Regions from separate parts of the Zea mays genome. Here region 2 is linked to region 1. The links are chromatin contacts, called in public Hi-C maps. All regions are on one chromosome and are shown on one strand. The core of a region is the stretch at or near the end of the contact, and the rest is flanking DNA. Distances in the headings are between cores, read along the strand shown. Region 1 holds the start of LOC100382374. Region 2 overlaps LOC100284309.

Region 1 (4,287 bases), core at 1,195-3,694:
CTTTACAAGCCAGTTTTGGCGTCATCTGTTCCGACTGACTGGCACTGATCTGAAGCTCAGCTCTTCCTACCACCCTCAAACGGACGGCCAGACAGAACGCGTTAACCAATGCCTTGAGACATATCTGCGCTGTTTCGTGAATGCTTGCCCAAAGAAGTGGAAGTCTTGGTTGCCTACTGCAGAGTTTTGGTATAATACCAGTCATCATTCAGCACTCAATTGTTCACCCTTTGAGGTTCTTTATGGTCGTCGACCACGCTCACTTGGCTTGACAGTTGATGCCACAACACCATCTGATTTATCTGATTGGTTGCATGAGCGCCATACTATGCAGAACCTGGTCCGTCAGCACCTGCTTCGTGCCCAAGATCGCATGAAACGTCAAGCTGATAAGAAAAGGTCAGAACGTATTTTTTCTGTTGGGGATTGGGTGTACCTCAAACTGCAACCCTCTGTTCAGTCTTCCGTCATGCCGCGTGCTCATCAGAAATTGAGTTACAAATACTTCGGCCCCTACATGGTACAAGCTCGGGTCGGGGCAGTAGCATACCGTCTTCAGCTGCCTTCTACCAGTCGTATCCACCCAGTTGTCCACGTATCTCAGCTAAAACAGGCTGTTGGTTTCCATGGCACCCATTCTGCTGATATTCCTGCCACAATACCTGAGCACAGTTTTCCCTTGCAGATTCTTCAATCACGTGGCATTACTAAAGGTAATAGATTGGTGCAATAGGTTTTGGTGGAGTGGTCCGGTTTACCTCGTGATCTGGCAACTTGGGAAGACCGCGAAGCCTTGCGCCAATGTTTTCCAATGGCACCCGCTTGGGGTCAAGCGAATTTTCAAGGGGAGGGGAATGTTACCACTACAGATACTACCTCAGCCTTGCCAGAGGGAGAAGAAGATCACATTCAGACTCAAGACACAGGCGTGCGAGGCAAACGCAAACGGCACGTCAACAGCCGCGTCCGAGGGCCAGAGTGGGTCTAGATGTGTGGCGTACCATACGTGTACGTGTGTATACCGTACACGTATGAGGCAGTATTACGTATTCTGAATTGGGTGAGTTGTATTTGAACCAGCCTGGACAGTGAGAAGGATATCGAAGAAGAAAAACCTAAACTAAATTCCTCACCTTCTCTCTCTCGTGTTCCTCTCCTTCCTCTGTCTCTCCCCTTCCTCCAGTATCCCCTAACATGGCAAGTCTTTTGCCTCTCCTTTTAAAAAAAACTTATTTTCGAAGACAGATTATAATTTCAAATAAACACCCCATAAATTTATTCACGAATCAGGTTAACGACAACGGTTGCCACGGTAAAGGACGCATGAATTCCAGATGCCTAAACGCATGCTGAGGCACAAGGGACAAACAAATCACACAAGGGCTTTGTTGTTTCCGGCTCTGAAACAGTCGTCTCCACGGTTTCTTGGGCAGCTTGTCGACCAGCAGGTTCACATGCCGATAGACGGAGAGCACTGACATACTCCTACTCCTACCAAGGACGAAGGAAAGGAGGAGCCCGAGAGAAGCGTCTCTCTATTAAAATTAAAACCCCGCACAGTTTTGGCGTCGTCCGTATCCTTGTTCGCTGGTCAAAGCGCCAGCCGTTTGAGTTGCTGCGTGCCAGATCTCTCAACAGTCTGAGAATAAAATGCTCTGCTAGTGGCCACAAAGCCGTGCGAGCCCTGGATTCTGGCGTCACATGTTTTCAGTCTGGTGAGAGCGTTCATTGGTGTAAGACAGAGTCGAAACTGAATCATATGCAGGAAACAAGCTAGGCAAGGCAAGTGGAGCTAGCTAGTCACCAGTCTGAAAGGATACATACAGAGGCAGGCCTCTCGTCTTCGTCTCATGGTCCTGGCATGTTGCTTGTTTAAGGAGGGCAGAAACTGTCGGAGCGTTACAGTTCATGAGCAGTCAATTAATGGCGTCCCTGTCCCTGTCCGTCTCTCTCGCTCGTGGGGCAGAGCGCGGAACATTAGTCAATGGACCGCGAAGACTTCTTCCTTCCACGGTCGCCCAATTCCATAAGAGGAATCTCGTGACCTGTCTTGCAGCATGCATACTTTCATCAGTTCTTGGCTGCTTAATTAATTAGATGTTGCGAGGAAATTACTGCTACTTTATAGACTTCTTAAGTATCTGCCTTTTTTTTTTCTTCCCCCAAGCGCGTTTCAGTTCACCTAATTTTGACAGCAGTTGAAAAGAATCTTTACCCGAGTTACCAAACACATGTCTGGAGTCGTATGAATCCTTGTCACCAGAACTGAAACTTGTTAGGCCGCTCTTGAAAAAACCCTCCATCTGGCAGCCGTTTTCTCTCATGCATGCACACACCTCATCCATCTTCCTAGTGGGAATACATGTGGAGAGAGGAACACCAAGATATATATATGTTAGAGTGGTTGGCCAGTAAAAGGCAGAGCACACTATACACCGCAGTACGCCTGTCTGTCATCACTCATATCATAAGAAGATGATCACATCTCGCACACAAGCATATGCATATCACTCATTCCAGAGAATGAGATGACAAGACGTTGTTGCACCACTTTTATTGTAAGCAACAGGATAAAGCGCTCTCTCTCTCTCTCTCTCTCTCTCTCTCTCTCTCTCTCTCTCTCTGCTTGTTGGTGCTGCGTCTCATCTCCTGTTATTCTGATCCTTATGCTTGCTTGATGCACCAATTCTTTCTTCCAATTTGCAGCCGCAGTTGATGCTGGCTCAGGTATTCTTTCAACGGTCCGGTCTCTTTGTTTGCATGCAGTGAAACGAACCTGCACTGCAGGTGAGGATGATGCCTGGTTCAATGGCTGCGCGCCAACCTCTGCAAGGGAAGCAGGAGCTGCAGCCATACGATGGCCGTGACCCTTCAGCGCTCGGGGCCGGGGGTAGTCCAGTTCTTCTGCCCCGGCAGCAGGAAAGCGCCGCTCCACCGGCCGTGCGGGTAGCGCCGCCGCCGGACATGTCGTCGTCGTCGGGGTCGGGGAGGAGTGCGACGGAGGCGAGGGCCCTGAAAGTCCACAGCGAGGCCGAGCGGCGGCGCCGGGAGAGGATCAACGCTCATCTGGCTACGCTCAGGAGGATGGTTCCTGATACCAGGCAGGTCGGTGTGTGATCCTTCCACCCTCAATGATTCACTTCATCACTTGTGTGAATGAATCATCTGGCACACACACTTTGTGAAAGACTGAAACAATATTTTACCAGCATTAATCTTCTTGGTTTTTCGCAGTCCTGATTTTTGTAGAAATTCGGCTGGTTTAGTGAGTATTAGTAAAAGTAGGCGAAATACTGGAAGTAAAATTGGAAAGAAGTTAATCTCCATCACCACTCAGAATGTCAGTGATATATCTCTCTCTCTCACTCTCTCTACGTCAAACGTCTCTCCACGGGAATAATTTATCGACAAGTTTGAGGTCCGCAAGAAAGCCATATGAACGGAACCTTGGCACTCACATCTGTTCACATTTCAGAATTCCATCAGGCTTTCGCTTTGGAGTTCTCTAGCTAGCGAGACAAAAAGTACAATGCTGTGACTGTGACTTTCTAAGCAAAGGCTTCACTTTTACACTCTCTCTGCACTGCACTACTGCAGATGGACAAGGCCACCTTGCTTGCCAGAGTGGTGGAGCAAGTGAAGCTCCTGAAGAGGAAAGCAAGCGAGGCCGCCACCACCACCACCCAGAGCACGCCCCTGCCCCCGGAGACCGACGAGGTCTCCATCGAGCTCCACACCGGCGACGCCGGCGCCGACAGGTCCGTCTACATAAGGGCCTCGATAAGCTGCGCCGACCGGCCGGACCTCGTCGCCGGGCTCGCCCAGGCGTTCCATGGCCTGAGGCTGAAGACGGTGAGGGCCAACATGACCTCGTTAGGAGGAAGGGCGCGGCATGTGTTCGTGCTGTGCATGGAGGAGGGCTGGGGAAGTGCAGGTGCAGGTGCAGGTGCAAGCCTCAGGTCTCTGAAGGAGGCTGTCAGGCAGGCGTTAGCAAGGGTTGCTTCCCCAGAAACGGCATACGGGAGTAGTCCCTTTCAGAGCAAGCGGCAGATGATTCTTGAGTCGCATTAGGGTCAGGGCTTTGGCACCGAAAAAAAAACCAGAGCCTGCCAAACAGCGGTTTTTAAAAACACCTCTTTCGAAAAGTACTTCAAAAATCTGAGCATTTTATACTATGGAGGAAAAGACACAAATCCTAACTTCACTAGCTCTCTGCTCCTTTCAGTAAGTGGTGTTTTATAAAATTGAGGATAAGCCATATTTGTCAAATAATTTATGAAATGGCTT
Region 2 (4,342 bases), core at 1,544-4,043, 250 kb before region 1:
GTTAGCTTTAAAACTGACTAACATATCAAGATAATTGTCAATACAAATTCTCTAGTGCATACCAACTCAATTTTATACCTACATGTTATTGTTCCCTACCAGACACAATCAATGCACACATGGAAATAGACCTGCTGATAGCCTAGATGCTAGTCTTCCTTGCATAAGTCTATTGTGTCATGTTCTATGATATTGATATATCAACAACCTATAATCACATCTATACATTGTGTATATATACATGTTCGAGTATCAATGAGAAATGAATTTGATTTTCCAAAACAATTTCTACTTTCACAAGTGTTGTTGTTCTTGCTCTTATGGTTGTTCTTTCCAATGTTATTATGCAGCTCATGACTCATATGCTTTCTTGATAAATTGGTTGGAACGGTTCCCACAGTACAAGCATCGTGATTTCTACATCACTGGAGAGAGCTATGGAGGTGAAGTACCATAACAAGTTGTTAATTCTATATGTGATAGTGATTACACAGTTAATGATATCTAGAGATTAGATGTATGTAACTCTAGCATAATTTGGTGCAATGGTTCTTTTCAGGCCACTATGTCCCTCAATTGTCTTGGTTAGTGTACCAAAACAACAAAGGAATTAAGAATCCAACCTTAAACTTCAAAGGCTTCATGGTTAGAACTTGTTGAGCCTGTATTGTGTCATGTTCCCTTAATTAGATTGCTCATTTCTCGTTAATAATAACCAATTGCTTGGTAAATGCTGTAGGTTGGAAATGCGGTAATTGACGATTACCATGACTACATGGGCACATTTGAGTATTGGTGGACACATGGGCTTATCTCCGATGAAACTTATGCAAAGTTGTGGGAGGATTGTAAAAATGATGTGTCTGAGAACCCCTCCGAGGAATGCCAAAAGATTTATGAGGTTGCTGAGGCTGAGCAAGGGAATATTGATTTGTATAGCATCTACACACCTACTTGTAAGAAGACTTCATTGCAAAAGCGCAGACTAATAAGGGGAAGAATGGTATGTTCGAGTTGCTAAAAGAATTATGGTTTCCCTATAGCAAATAGTAGCATTGTATATTACTTCTTTCTAAGTTTATTTTGACTATGTTGCTATCTATTATGTTATTAAAAGTAGCTCATCAGCAAGTGCTCTTGTATGACCTAGAATGTTAAGTTATATGAGTATTGAATATTTTGTGGACCTTAGTTCGCAATATTGAGATATATGGTGTTAGCTTTTGTATTGCACCTCTATGAGTAAGCTTAAGTTATATATGGTCTTGTTGGCTTTCACTTATGATCTTGTTAGTTCTAGCAAATTTTCCATATGTTAAGTTGTGGCTCTAATGCTTATTATTGCATTTTTATTCGAAAAAATGTTATAATTTATGGAAAAAAATATTAGAGCTACGGACTATATCTAGGTACATAGTAAAGCTAGACACATAACAAGATCAAATCGACTTATAATTTAGAATGAAAGGAGTTTATTCTTTGTTACTACATGGCATAAACAACCATTTTAGCCTACATCATGACACTCAATACATTGAATTTGCTAGAATGAAGAAACAAAATTATGGTAATATTACTGTATAAAAATAGAGTGCCTAGACTTACATCAGCAGTATTTGATATGTCATAATGTTCTAGTGAAAACTCATATATATATATATACAACTAACTTATAAGTGACGGCTTGCAAAAGTTATTGTCATATATTATTAATAATATGATTTAAAATGAGTTATCAGTGTCATTGGTATATTGTTTGTTAAGAGAATAATTCTTTTCCATAGTTGATAAACTTTTTAAAATGAGTTATCGGTATTTCTTTTTAAAGTGGGCAATGTTTTTTTTGTATTAAAAAAAAGTAGAGATTAGCCGATGGTTATTAGTATTAGAGTGTAGCAAAATAAATGCCAGACATTTCTGATTATTGTGACGACGATATTCGCTAGGATCTATCAGCTCATGCACGCATACTGACTACTATACGCATCTGCTCAAATGTAGCCCTGGCTGCCGAGAGGATACGATCCTTGCACCGAGCTGTACATCACGAAGTACTGCAACTTGCCCGAGGTGCAGGACGCCTTCCATGCCAATGTTACTGGAATACCATACGCCTGGGTGGGCTGCAGGTCTGCTCGACTGCTTCCATCTTGTTTGTTTGGTTTTTGGCCACTGGAATAGCATTCCATAGAGCACCAGCGTAAAGCCGGCCGTTCGTGATACTCTGCACTGAACTCGACTGGAAACAAATGTTTGCATGCAGTGACCCAATATATGAGTACTGGAAGGATTCGCCGAGGTCCATGCTTCCGATCTACCGTGAACTCATCTCGGCAGGCCTAAGGATATGGGTCTTCAGGTACGTCCGCCGAGTCTCTGTCGTCGAGAGCAATTAATGGCTTAATTACTCTCTGAATCCTATAAAAAAAATCTTCTTCAATTACATCGGACTGTACAATTTGGCAGCGGCGACACCGACTCCGTCGTGCCCCTCACGGCGACGAGGTACTCCATCGACGCGCTGTCTCTGCCAACGATCACCAAGTGGTACCCTTGGTACTACGACGAAGAGGTGAGCCCTGCCTGCCTGCTGCATCAAATTAGACTGACAGTCCCTTCACTCTTTCGTTCCGCTAGACGTACGCTAGCTAACCGTGTCTGCATCTGCAATGGTGTGGTTCTTGCTTATTGCCTGCACTGTAGGTTGGTGGATGGTGCCAGGTGTACGAGGGCCTGACGCTGGTGACGGTCCGAGGCGCGGGGCACGAGGTCCCCCTCCACCGTCCGCCGCAGGGCCTCAAGCTGTTCGAGCACTTCCTGCGGGGCGAGCCCATGCCCAAGCCTGTCGAGAGCGTCCAGTCGTTCTAGATGAGCTTGCTGCCGCGCTTGGCTAGTTGGCTTTGATGAATAGTAAGGCCGGACATGTGGCAAGCCATCTCCACTCCACATTTCTTCACCACGTTTTCAATAACTGGCGCTGGCCGAAATAATAAGAGCAGAACGAATAAAATGCCGCTCGCTAGAATGATCTGGCTGTGCGTGTTTGCTTTCGAGTTATTTTTATATACCACCTACACACTTTCACGTTGGAAAATCGATAGTGGTCGCTACAAAAGTTCCAAGGATAACTGGATAAGTTTGGCAAAGCTATACTCCATGCTAAATTCATATGGGTACTGACATACTGTCACCGGGAAAGGCTATACCTTCTGCGACCGTCAAGATCCATTGTCATCGTCCGAAAAGTGTGTTTAGTTTTAATCCGTATCGGCTTCTGTTGCTTCTAATGTGTTTTTGTGTCTGTAGATTACAACTGCAATAGTTTAAATAACTTGTTTTAATCTGAAGCGAACAACCCCTGGCCTAAGGAATACCAACTCGAGAGAGACTAGCTTTGGTGCCTACCTTAAAAGAAAACACTCGTCTCGAGGCTCCGAGAACATCCCCCGGCCACGGCCAGAAAAATGGGCATTGCTCTAAATGCATCATACAGGGGCATCTAGATGGTGTAACCTAGTTGCGGGGTGACCTGATAGCTTTTCTAGCCTACTATACGCTTCAAAGGGTTACTGTCAGGAAGGTGCCATCAACGAGTACTAAGGGACAACAATGTTTCTACCGACAGTGGGAACAACCAACAAACTCAGTGAAGAACAAACTTCAAAACAATGTTCACATATGTCACAATGCGACGGGAATACCTAATCCTAGGACTGGAGTGTTTCATGGCACTCAAAATCCTAATAACTTGATTATACGCCTCTTCCAATCACCCATAGAAACTCAACATCATGTTGCTTCACTCGACATCCCTTGGAGTACTTCACTCTATAGCCATTGAATCCAAATATGAATTCGGTAAATCATAGAAATCGATGTGTTTCTATCATCCCTAACAATGCCAACAAGACGACATCCAAGGTAATGGGACGTGTTCCGGGCATGCACACCCTTGGCCTTACATATTCGACATGTATGAGATTGCCTCACATTATGATTCTTCCATTATCTCCTCTCTTGCCTACGAGCCCATAGCCCACATATACATCCTTGTTGCAAAGCATGGTGTACCTCTTGTTCCTATCGGAGCGGCTTACATAATGTGGCCTATAAAACCTAACAGCATAATCCATCAGAACATACTAGAGATACTCCAAGGTATCTGAAAGGGAAATGTGCCCTTGGGCCATTTCTAAGTGTTTTGGTGATTTAGAGTCCAACACAAGTGCTTAAGTGTTAATATATGCAAAGTGGTGGACAAAGTGCAAATCATGTCAAAAGGTATGTTTCTCAGACTTAGTACATTGTTTTAGAGAGTAGTTTATTGTGTCTAAGTGCTGGA

Evidence for each region. A called contact is a pair of places that touch in the nucleus more often than the background predicts.
Region 2: a contact with region 1 is called in a Hi-C map of tassel, with 4 times the contacts expected there. The contact joins the enhancer-like site here to the promoter of LOC100382374 in region 1. A contact is called at or near these places in 3 of 25 Hi-C or Micro-C datasets (ear, leaf and tassel).

The regions. Positions count from the first base shown.
Region 1 is chr3:14,892,895-14,897,181 of Zm-B73-REFERENCE-NAM-5.0, reverse strand. LOC100382374 reads left to right here and starts at 2,444. Exons shown (of 3, transcript NM_001175119.1): 1 at 2,444-2,558; 2 at 2,767-3,105; 3 at 3,598-4,287. The coding sequence starts at 2,794. The coding sequence ends at 4,071. LOC118476633 reads left to right here. Exons shown (of 2, transcript XM_035966149.1): 1 at 1-399; 2 at 686-1,107.
Region 2 is chr3:15,140,807-15,145,148 of Zm-B73-REFERENCE-NAM-5.0, reverse strand. It overlaps LOC100284309, which reads left to right. Exons shown (of 9, transcript NM_001397564.1): 3 at 351-443; 4 at 560-645; 5 at 740-1,003; 6 at 2,002-2,129; 7 at 2,264-2,359; 8 at 2,467-2,572; 9 at 2,704-3,070. The coding sequence ends at 2,868. Among protein-coding and RNA genes, the nearest start is that of LOC100284309, 14 kb to the left of the region's middle. Within about 2 kb of position 2,793, at least 9 of the 20 cell types and tissues checked have an H3K27ac peak or open chromatin away from gene starts, as enhancers often do. A contact at or near this core is called in ear and tassel, where this site is marked.